Regions from separate parts of the Ovis aries genome. Here region 1 is linked to region 2. Evidence: chromatin contacts called from public Hi-C data. All regions are on one chromosome and are shown on one strand. The core of a region is the stretch at or near the end of the contact, and the rest is flanking DNA. Distances in the headings are between cores, read along the strand shown. Region 1 holds the start of HEY1 (hes related family bHLH transcription factor with YRPW motif 1). Region 2 has its middle 68 kb from the start of TRNAY-GUA.

What was found. A called contact is a pair of places that touch in the nucleus more often than the background predicts.
Region 1: a contact with region 2 is called in a Hi-C map of mixed tissues, with 4 times the contacts expected there. The contact joins the promoter of HEY1 here to the enhancer-like site in region 2. A contact is called at or near these places in 2 of 16 Hi-C or Micro-C datasets (hypothalamus and mixed tissues).

What each region holds. Positions count from the first base shown.
Region 1 is chr9:56,050,082-56,055,960 of ARS-UI_Ramb_v3.0, reverse strand. HEY1 (hes related family bHLH transcription factor with YRPW motif 1) reads left to right here and starts at 1,995. Exons shown (of 5, transcript XM_042254355.2): 1 at 1,995-2,221; 2 at 2,479-2,554; 3 at 2,697-2,792; 4 at 3,059-3,140; 5 at 4,063-5,802. The coding sequence starts at 2,133. The coding sequence ends at 4,646.
Region 2 is chr9:55,968,981-55,974,943 of ARS-UI_Ramb_v3.0, reverse strand. No RefSeq gene overlaps it. Among named protein-coding and RNA genes, the nearest start is that of TRNAY-GUA, 68 kb to the right of the region's middle. Within about 2 kb of position 2,268, at least 4 of the 54 cell types and tissues checked have an H3K27ac peak or open chromatin away from gene starts, as enhancers often do.

The DNA.
Region 1 (5,879 bases), core at 746-3,245, 81 kb before region 2:
CAATAAATCCCAGTTGGCTGATGGAGAGACCCAGCCTAGACAGGAAAGCAGAAAGAGGCACCTGGGAAGGACTGAGGGGCTTGAGGTGGTAGAGGTTTAGTGGAATACAAGGCTCAGTGAGAGTCAGGAAGTGTCTTACCTCGTGGGGGTGAGAGACTGAGAAACATCCGATCCCTATCAGGCTCAGGCCACTGTGTGGCGTCTGAAATGTAGGCATTGAGATCAATAAAGTAAGTCACTCAGTCGTGTCCGACTCTTTACGACCCCATGGACTGTAGCCTACCAGGTTTCTCCATCCATGGGATTTTCCAGGCAAGAATACTGGAGTGGGTTGCCATTTCCTTCTCCAGGAGATCTTCCCAACCCAGGGAAGGAACCCAGATCTCCCGCGTTGTAGGCAGACGCTTTACCGTCTGAGCCACCGCGGGTATAGAAACGGACAAGCAACTTGCAAAGGTGACAATGTTTCTGTCATGCTCAACAATATTTACCAGGCGTTCCATCACTGAAAGACTGCAGTCCCCAAGAGTGGACTTCAGAGGAACATGTACTGCTCTGCTCCTTTGTCAGGGGAGAGAGATGCCTGGATTCCTAAATTCAGAACAACCTCCTACAAATCAGGAAGCAGTCCGAGATATACAATATGTATTTGTAAAACATCTATCTCCTTGAGGCCTGGGAACTACACGTAGCACCCAGTACCCGCCACTCCACCCCCGAGGCAGGAGGTGTGCAGGGGGCGCGTGTGTGTCTGGTGGTCAGAGATGTGAATCTCAGCAGCGAGGGCGGCCCCAGACGCAAACGCTGAGTCCCGCCACCCTGTCGCCCGCTGACAGGATCTGGCCGCCAACGCCTGGAAAAAAAAAAAAAAAGAGCCCCAGCTGCCCCCCCACCCCCACCCCCGCCGCCGCCATCCGTCCACCCCTGCCCCCCCGCCCCAGCTGGCCCAGCAAACAAGCGCTCCATTTCCCCGGATCCCAGAGGCACAGGGGAATTTATTCCATCTCGGAGGCTGGGAAGCCCCTGCGGAAGCTAGTCCGTCTGCTAGTGAGTACACAGCTCCAAAACCCGAAAAAGAACATTTCCCGAAACCACATCTTCCCCTGTAAGCATCCGGGGCCCCGGGCTAGTGGCCACAGTGTACGGCGCCCCGGCGGCCGCTCTCCTGGCGCCCCGCACCCTCCGCCCGGCGTCCGGCGCGCCGCCTGGCCAGGTGCTTCGAACCCGGCTTCGCCTGCGGCGTGCGCCTCCCGCCGCCGGACACCGGCGGCCCGGCAGCCGAGATTTACCGCGGCGCAGGGCGGCGGCTTCCGGGGCTGCCCGGCGCCCAGGCTCCGATTACAGGTTCACACGGGGGGCCTGGCCCGCGGCCGCCCAGCCCCCGCCGGCGCGCCCTCACGCGGCCCCGCTCCCCCGCCTGCCCATTCTTCTCCATTCATGCGGACGCCCAGCGCCGCCGCCGCCGCCGCCAGCGCGGCCGCCGTCGCCGCCGTCGGTCGCCCGGATTGGCTGGCGGCCGCGGCGCCGGCACTTTCCCACGGCCCGCGGCGCGTGCGGCTCACCGGCGGCGCTGCAGGCGCGGCCCTGGCGTGCGGCCAGGCCAATCGGGGCGCGCGGGGCGGGGCGGGGCCGCGGCCGACGGCGGGCTGGTGTCCCGGCCCGGCCTCCCCCGCCTGCCCGCCGCCGGCCCTGCGCCGCCCGCGCCGCCTCCTTCCCCCCAGCGGAGGCCCGGTGGAGCCCCTGCGGAGCCGACACACCGCCGCCGGGCAGGGGCGGGCGGGGAGGGCGGGCCTGGGGTTCGCCCTCGGCCTCGGCCTCGCCCCCGCCCCTCTCCTGAGAGGCTGCCAATCAGAGGAGCGAGAAGCCGGATTGGCCGAGGGAAGGCTGTTGCCCGGGAGCCACCGCCCCGCCCCCCCGCCCCCTCGTCCACCCCCTCCACTCCCCCGCCCTCCCCTGGGCCCTGGGAAGGGGCGCAGCGTGGGAAAGGGATGGTTGAGTTTTAACCGGAGGCAGAGCGTGAGCCGGACCAGTGTGTGCGGAACGCGAGCAGTCGAGCGCGGAGAGGCGCCGCTGCAGTTAACTCCTCCCTGCCCGCCGCGCCGACCCTCCCCCAGATTCCCCGCTCAGCCAGCATGAAGCGAGCCCACCCTGAGTACAGCTCCTCGGATAGCGAGCTGGACGAGACCATCGAGGTGGAAAAGGAGAGTGCGGATGAGAATGGGTGAGTTGGCGGCGAGAGGCTAGCGTCGGCTGGCCTCGGTGACAGCGCACGAGGGCCCGGGGCACGCCGGCGCCCTGCACTGACCTCTGTGCATCTCCGGCAGGCCTCCGCCCCGGGTGAATGACCCGGAGGTGCTTTCAAGCCCAAGTTGCCTAAAAAATCTGAGTACGGGTAGGGCGTGGGGGCGACCTCTCAGATCACCTCCTCTCGCTTAACGGCGATTCCTGTTTTTTTTTTTCCCCCCACTCTTCATTTAGGAACTTGAGTTCAGCTTTAGGGTCCATGTCCCCAACTACATCTTCACAGATCTTGGCCAGGAAAAGACGGAGAGGCGTGAGTCTCTTTACAGTGCACCCTTTTTTTTGGGGAGGGGGGGTGTTTGTTTTATTAATTAACGGGAAGAACCACCTTTCTTCACTTTAGAATTTACAGTCGTAATGGAAATATCTCCCGTTGTTTTGCCTGCTTTCTCCAGATTATTGAGAAGCGCCGACGAGACCGGATCAATAACAGTTTGTCTGAGCTGAGGAGGCTGGTACCCAGTGCTTTTGAGAAGCAGGTAATGAAGAAAGTAGGTAGCTCTCTCGGTGTAGTTATCCACGCCTTCAGAATCCTTAGGCTCATTAATCTGAACCTCACCCGTGCCTTGGAAAATAACCGCGTTTGTGAGAAGGAAATAAATTCGTCCAGATTCCAACATGTTTTGCGAAGATAATTTATTTTGCTGTTGTCTATGCTTTTATGATTTGCAGAGCACATCTATGCGTATATATTTCAAGTTGTTCCCCAAAGGCAGTAGGTGCCAAATCAGGTTTTTGTTGTTGTTTCCTTCTCTAGGGGTCTGCCAAGCTAGAAAAAGCCGAGATCCTGCAGATGACGGTAGATCACCTGAAAATGCTACACACTGCAGGAGGGAAAGGTACGTCTCTAGTCCGGTGGGGCGTCTGAGTGTCTGGGGGCAGAGTGATCAGCTACCAACGGCTAGACGGCTAGGATTGGTGCAGTCGCTGCTTTATTTTTACTGTGCGCTTTGGGGGTGGAGAGAGAACGGTGTGTTGTGTGGGGGGTTGCCTGTCGGTGTGCTTTCACGTGCACATAGGTTTTCTCCAGTGAATTCATCACCCCAGCCCTCTGCAAATTAAGCGTATGCACCTTCTTTTGGAAAATACCTATTACGTGTGACAGCTAAAGTTGTGACAGCTCTGGTCTGGTAGCTCAAACCACATTTGTTTATTAACCTTTTGGAGAAAAAGCCTTTTTTTTTTTTTTTTAAATATGGTCTTAATTTCATATACAAGATTCTTAAAGAATAACCTGGCACATGACTCTTGAGGAAAGAAACCTGTTGTGATGAAGTAGAGAAAACCCCAAGGAAGGTGGGGGACCGAGGTCTGTGTGTCTGTCTCCAGCCGGAAAATGCTCTATTCTGGACCAAGTGCCTAAAAGCTCCGTGATGATAACTTACATCTGTGTGTCTAATGAATTTCACTACTCTGTGGTTTTTCTGTCCTTGAAGTGTTTTTTGTTGTTGTTGAGGGAAAACATTAAAGGAATGAACATAGTTTCATCTGCCGGTAGGGTATAATTCCAGTTTCTGCTTGGCAGTTTCTAATTGGGCTTTGAACTTGCATTAGCAAACACATACTTCTTATGTTGATTAATGCAAAGATTTTGGTCGATTCCCAAATATTTGGACTTTAAGAAGAGCCCGTGAATGCTTTTTTTTTTTTTTTTTTCTCCTTAAAGGATGTAGCTATTTGCCAGGAAGGGCTGCCTTTGGGATCGAAGAAATGAGGGAAATGAGCGAAGCTCTGAGGTTTCTCTTTTGTTCGTTTCCTCAGGCTATTTTGACGCGCACGCCCTTGCTATGGACTATCGGAGTTTGGGGTTTCGGGAATGCCTGGCCGAAGTCGCCCGTTACCTGAGCATCATTGAAGGACTGGATGCCTCGGACCCTCTTCGAGTTCGCCTGGTCTCACATCTGAACAACTATGCCTCCCAGCGGGAAGCGGCGAGCGGCGCCCACGCAGGCCTTGGACATATTCCCTGGGGGAGCGCCTTCGGACATCACCCGCACGTCGCGCACCCCCTGCTGCTGCCCCAGAGCACCCACGGGAACACTGGCACCTCGGCCTCACCCACGGAATCCCACCACCAGGGCAGGTTGGCCACAGCACATCCGGAGGCGTCCGCTTTGCGAGCGCCCCCTAGCGGCGGCCTTGGACCGGTGCTCCCGATGGTCACCTCCGCCTCCAAACTCTCTCCACCCCTGCTCTCCTCCGTGGCCTCCCTGTCGGCCTTCCCCTTCTCTTTCGGCTCCTTTCACTTACTGTCTCCCAATGCACTGAGCCCTTCGGCACCCACGCAGGCAGCAAACCTTGGCAAACCCTATAGACCTTGGGGGACGGAGATTGGAGCTTTTTAATGAACTGATGATGTAGAATGAGGGAGGGGAAAGCTTAAATTCCCAGCTGAGCTGGGCTGTTGCCAACATCACCTTAAAGTCATCGGTAAAATAAAAAGGAAAAAGGTACACTTTCAGATAAACTTTGTTGAAAGACGAAAGGTTTGTTGGTTTACTTTTTCTTTTTTAATGTTTTTTTTAATCATGTCATGTATTAGCAGTTTAAAAACTAGTTGTTAAATTTTGTTCCAAACATTAAATTGAAATAGTGAGTATAAACCCACAAATTGGTGATAGGTTTGTACTGTGCCTAATTTACTTTGTTAACCTAAGAAAGATCCCGTTTTTGTCCCAAAGTTTTGGGGATTTTAACATTTAGTATTTTGGGTCTGTTCTTCTCCTTGTATAGTTCCAGTCTCTTTTTAGAATTAATTTTCCAAACCACTGTGCTCAATGTTAACATGATGCTATTTTGTTAATATTTTGACAAGTAAGGTATTGTATAAATGATAGTCTTTGGGGGTGGGCTGTATTGAATTTTATATTTCTGAGTGAAGCGTTGACAAATCAGATGATCAGCTTTATCCAAGAAAGACTAGCTAATTCTCTGCCTCCTACAGCAGGGAGGTGAATGTACACACCATTAGGGGCCCTGAGTCTGAATGACCAGTCACTGTCGTCTGCCAGGATTCACAGTTCTGGCTTGGCTAGGAGAGGTCTGGGTTTGGAGTTGGTAGGGAAGGGACGGACGGCAGTTGCATAGAATATGTCTGCATTTATCAGTCTCAAGCAATGCAATGAATTTTTAATTTCACAGATCTCAAGTTCACAGATGTTAACATGGATAAGTGGTCATGGTGTGCAAGTGGTCAATGGAATAGTCCAGGGGAACCTGTTAAATTCATAATCTAATTCTTCCCGGAGCTGCCATGTTTTCTTTTCACTGGGGATGTTTATGTTGTGTTCTTCTTTTTGGCGCATGGAAATATGGTTGTTGAGATAACTTAAAACGTCTTTGCTGCCTTCTATTTGGTTTATTTAATTTGATTTGAGCTATAAAAGCATCATTTTACAGGTCTATTCCTTTAGCAGGTATAGTTAAAATGACCTCCACTGAACTGGGTTTGACCTCTATTGTACTGATGTGTTGTGACTAAATAAAAAAGAACAAACTCTTCTCCTGTATATGTCTTACCTACTTTAGCCTTTCTCTCTGTTGACTGAGATAAAAATTCTCATTTTCATTTTGCCTGG
Region 2 (5,963 bases), core at 1,019-3,518:
ATCAACCTCTCTTTTCCACCAGGAAACTCTACTTTGGGTACTAAATTTTGGAGGTTTTGCATTTTACTTTAAGGTAAATGACATGCTCATATTCTTCACGCATTGAAAAATTTCCTAACCTGCCATTTGCCACTTTGATCCAGATTCTCTAACCCATGTATTGTACCTTATCACCAGGATACTCTTCCTCAGGGCTCAATTTTAACATGACCTTGGATTCTCTCCATCTGTGAAGCATCAGCTTTCTCCTCCCCTTTGCTTTGTTCAGGGTGGTCTCATATACTGTCTTGTTCCTACCGCTTTGTTTTCATTAAGAATATTTCTTTGCCTGGAAGGTCTTTCATTCCCTTTCAACTCCTTCCCTCTTCCTTACCTCTCTTCCACAGACTCTACTGATTCTTTTGGACCTAAATTAATCTAGTACATTTCCCAGGAAGTATTCTATGGCCACCTTAGCTTTCAATTTATGGGGCATCTCCACGAGCTGGTTCACATGTACCTTGAACTCAACATGCTCAACCTGAAATCTTTATCCTTCATTCCTCCCATTCATTTTCTTACAGTTTTTCTTTTGTGGCTGCAAGCCAGGATTTCTATTGTGTAAAACCAGACTCTCCTTCCCTTCTGCCCACTCTACTGTTCTCACTTCCCATCATCGCTCAGTTTTACCTTGATCTCAGTCCATTAAGTCTATTTCCTAAGTCTGTGCCTTTGTACACTTACTTCTTTCTACCTGGAAGACCCTTCAGTCATGAGTCTATTTGGAAAACACTTTCAAGACTCTCCTGAAATGCCACCTTTTTGGTGATGTTTCTTCTAGTTCTCACACTTATCTTAAGCATTATTTATTTGTCTAATCTATCTACAATTTATCTTTTTATTTATCAATAATTATAGGTATGTGTAGATACTTATCTATCTACAAGTAGTTCGATCTTCAAAGTAATAACAAATACATTTATTACTGCTGCTGCTGCTAAGTTGCTTGTCGTGTCTGACTCTGTGCCACCCCATAGATGGCAGCCCACCAGGCTCCGCCGTCCCTGGGATGCTCCAGGCAAGAACACTGGAGTGGGTTGCCATTTCCTTCTCCAACATTTATTACTGCACAGACACATACACTACACTGAAAGTAAACCGTGTGTTTACAGGTCTACATCCCCTACCAGCCCGAGTTCCTCATGAGTGGGACTGTGGGTTATTCACATTCCTCTTGTTTAACACAATGCTTCATATGTTATAGGTGGTCCATTAATCTTCATTAAATAAATTAATAAACAGAGGGACTTCCCTGGTGGTCCAGTGGTGAAGACTCTGCGCTCCCAATGCAGGGGGTCTGAGTTCAGTCACTGGTCAGGGAACTAGATCCCTCAAACCACAACTAAGATCTGGCACCACCAGATATATAAATAAAAATATTTTAAAAAGGAATGGTGAATGGGACTCCTCACTCTCACTTTTTAAGAATCTGCAGGCCATGACTACAGATCCCACATACCGCAATGAAGATTGAAGAGCTGGCACAGCCAAATAAATATTTTTTAAATGAATAAATAGAATGACTCATACTCTTTACACCCAGAGTGAAAAGTCTGCAAGGGCAAGCACAGCGCCTTTTATATACACTCCTGTGCCTCATTCATGTTTGAACCTTAGCTGGTGACCAACAAATATGTACTGAGCATCTTCATTGGCCTCCACCATACAGAAATAGAATCTGTTTTACATTGTTATTAACAAACGTTTTTATGCGTGCATGCCAGGCCCTTATAATTACATCTAAGTTCCTTCAGGGTAAGGACAATATTTTACACATTGCTCTCCCCAGTGAGTCACGCAGTGCTGTTTAGTGTGCCTACTTGCGAACATGCTCAGGAGCTGAGTCGTGTCCAGCTCTTTGGGACCCTATGGACTGTAGCCCACCAGGCTCCTCTGTCCATGGGATTCTCTAAGCAGGAATACTGGAGCGGGTTGCCATTTCCTTCTCCAGGGGCTCTTCCCAATTCAGGGATCAAACCAGGGTCTCCTACACTGCAGGTGGATTCTTTACTGCTGAGCCACCAGGGAAGCCCTGCTGTATAATGGGTGTCTATTAATTGAATAACCAGGTAGCCAAGCCTGGATTCTTTCTTTCCAACTCGAATGGCTTTTTATTTCCCTGGAACAGTATGTGGTCTTTCCCGTGAATGCTGCCTAGTGAAGAAGTTGCTGAGACTTCTGGGACAAACTTCATTGGGCCAAGCAGGGGCTCTAAGCTTTTTATAAGGGCTCTGATGTGCTCTGACAGGAATAACATCTCTAGGTGTCTCAGACAACACACTCTTGAACGCACCTGACTGTTGGCTTCTGCCAGGAGATGGCAGCGCTCCAGGGCCTGTTCATTCTGGCTGACAGTGAGTGGAGTGAATTCTGGGCAGCCTGTCAGACTTGGGTGGCCATTTTCTATTCTGCCTCAACCAGCAGAGCACTCCTCTGCGCTTCTTATCTGCCAAGCAAAAATGATAATTGCTTCTCATCTACCTCAATGAGTTATGATGAGGCTAAACCAGACTATTCAGCGTGAAGGAAGCACGCCTTGGAAGTGCTTGAACAACATCAATGCGGAATACAAACCGGAACATTCCTTCTCTCCTGATATTAATACCTGCTGTGACCTAGTGTGGAGTGATGAAAATTATAAATGATTAGGAAGTAGAGATGTGTTCCATTAGATAAGGATAATTATAGAATTATTAATGTGAAATGCCTCTTTTTTCTTCCGTTTTAATACGTTTAATCCAATTACAATATTTGTCATCTTTGATGATTATACGTTTTATTAGTAATGTGAAAGGAGTGAATAGCATTTTATGTCCACTCCCTCTATTTTTAATAAATGAGACAGATAGCAGTAGGTCCCATACAAAATGAGTGTCTGGGTCAGAAGAGATGTTGTCACACGTGGTCAGATACTGCCCTCTGGTGGTCTAAAATGATCTCACATTTTCTCCAGAAAGCGAAACATACATCCTGAAGGGAAACATGTAATACATCCTAGCCTGAGGGATCTGAGGGCCCCTCTCTGTCTCTCCTCCCCATCACACACTTGCAACTTCTTTCTCTATTGTTCTCCCTACTACACCATGTTATTTACACCATCGTAACTGCCATATTGTAGTTTTTATTTTTATACATAAACATTCATAACTTTTCTAATTCCAATGTAACTTTGCCAAACACAGTTTTAAAGGTTAAGGAAACATTTATTGAGCGTCTACTCCATGTCAGGCATTTGTTACCACCTTTGATAAGAATCTTTGGACAATTTTATCTTACGCATCCCTTTATTCTAACAGAATATGAATCTGATTCTTTTCATGGCCATTTCCCCAAGATGTATGACGTACATTTTTACTTATTTGTTGTCAGTCTCCTCTCACAATCAGGTAAGATCCATGGAAACAAGAATCCCATCTGTCTGACTCAATATTGTGCAGTTAGCAGCTAGCCAAGTATCTGGCACTTAATAGTCCATCAACAGTGGAGTGAATGGATAAAACTGGAAGAAATAATTTTAGTTGCAATGTGTTGTTTTTATTTGTGTTTTATTTATTTTTATTTGTGTTTTTATTTTGTGTTTTATTTGTGTTGTTTCTGTGCTACATGGCGCAGAATGTGGGATCTTAGTTCCCCTACCAAGGATAGAACCAGGTCCCCTGCAGTGGAAGTGCAGAGTTTTAACCACTGGACTGTCAAGGAAGTCCTGATAATTGTTGATAGAAGCAAACATAGGGAGTTATAGAAGCTGAGAGGAGAGCCAGCCAATGTGGAGAAGTGGGAATGGATCAAGATGCGTTCAAGATAGGTTCCTAAGGAAACAGTGGACATGTGAGCTGCAGAGGGAGGAAGTTAAGCAAGCAGAGAGATCACCTGAGCAAAAGCACAAGGCTGAAGAACCACAGCTCTATGAGCTGTGATTATCAATTCAGTCATTTCAGAGGCACCATGGGTAGGACCATCAAGGATTGGGGGGACAACTGACAGCCATTGTCAGATCAGGAGATAGCTACATCTGTGTTTACTTTTTAAAATAACTTTTTTTATTATTATATTGGCCAGATCACAAGGCATGCGGGATCTTTGTTTCCCACAGGGATCAAACCTAGATCCCCTGCAATGAAAATATGGAGTCTTAACCACTGGACCACCAGGGAAGCCTCTACATTTGTTTTTCAGGCGGATTATCATCTGGATGGCCTTACAGCTGAGGACAAGGTTCTATTCATTTATATACACAGGGCTTGGTGTGCAGGAATCACTCTTTAAATATTGAATGCAGACACGAATCAGTAAGAACAAGGAGTAGGAGAAGGACGATCCTGAGGATGATTAATGCAAGTGGGAAATAACCGAAGAGAATGGGCACAGGTCCGTGTGTAGGAGAAAGAGCAAAAGCGGGAGAATGCACGTGACAGTTTTCTCAGATTGCATAAACGCCATGCTAGATCCTCAACGAACGTTCGCTGAATGAATCAGTGAACTGTAGCGCTCGTTACCAGAGAAATAGTGAGCTGAATCGCTTGCAGTGAAGTTCTACAGATTGTGCAAAGTTTCATTCCACGTTTATCATGTGCCAGGCACCGGGCCAGTTGAATTAATCATGTTCTACCCTGGGTTTCAGTTTGGTGGTGTTCTGCTCATTCTGTAGTGCCTTTGTTGAATATGCCATTTAAAGACTGAGATCATTGATTTGCTTAAGGCAAGCCACTCCAATATTCTTGCCTGGGAAACCCCATGGACAGAGGAGCCTAGCAGGCTGCAGTCCATGGGGTCGCAAGAGTCGGACATGACTGAGGGACTAAGCACTACCAACCCACGTTTTGTAAGGTTTCAACTGTGAGGTGAATGAGGAGAAACCCCTGAAATCTGGGCTTAACTTCTAGAAGTTGACCCTTACTTTAAAGTTTTGAAGCTTTGCTCTGTATATGCCACCATGAAAATTGTGGTTTGGCTTATTCATAGTGCAGGATATTACCTTACACTTATAGACAGAACAAAATTCATTTTGTAGAAGTTTTTTTTCAGTGTTTTTCCCTTTGCAGAAACTAACTGAAATTCATGGGTCTTCTAATAAATATATTACTTGAGAGTGAATTTATTGCATGGCAAGACGTTTCTAGAATTTATTGCAGTTTCTGGAAGATTTGAAAATTTAAGAGTCAAGTGCAACAATTTACAAGAGTTCTAGATTTTGTAAAATTTTAAAGAATCATCTGTTCTTACTGAGGTTTCCTGTATTCTCAAACTTAGTGAATTCTTTAATGATATGTAAGGGGTCCTTTAAGTGTGGAAGGAGTCTGATAAGAGGCTTGGAAAGAAGCTTGATTTGAACTCCAGAGAATTTCTCTTTTTAAATAATACTTTTTTTGGATAGCGTTTTCTGAAAAGTTCCAAATGGTTATTACTTTTGAAATGGGCTCTATTGGTAAAAATTCAATCAGAAACCATTTTAATTATGTCAAACAGAAAGAGATTTAAGTGGATTTGATGTTTTCCAGAACTTCGGAAGTGCTGAAGGAGTGAAAGTCAGAGGCACTTTAGCTGTATGGAACAGAAAATTAGGAAACAGTTGTCATCACCCAGGAGCTGAAAGATGGTAGGAAAGGCCAGTGTCCACGGCCGCAGTTGTTCTGAAGTAAGGCATTGTCAGAGAAATGTGACTGCTGTAGAAGTCACAGGTGTGACTGCTACAAACATGTGATCACTACACATTTGCTTAAGCTCACATGTGCGTGCTTACTAAGTCATTCAGTCATGTCCAACTCTTTGTGACCCCATGGACTGTAGCCTGCCAGTCTCCTTTGTCCATGGAATTCCCCAGGCAAGAATACTGGAGTGGGTTGCCATTTCCTTCTCCAGGGGAACTTCTTGACCCAGGGATTGAACCCACGTGTCTTAAGTCTCCTTATTGGCAGGCAAGTTCT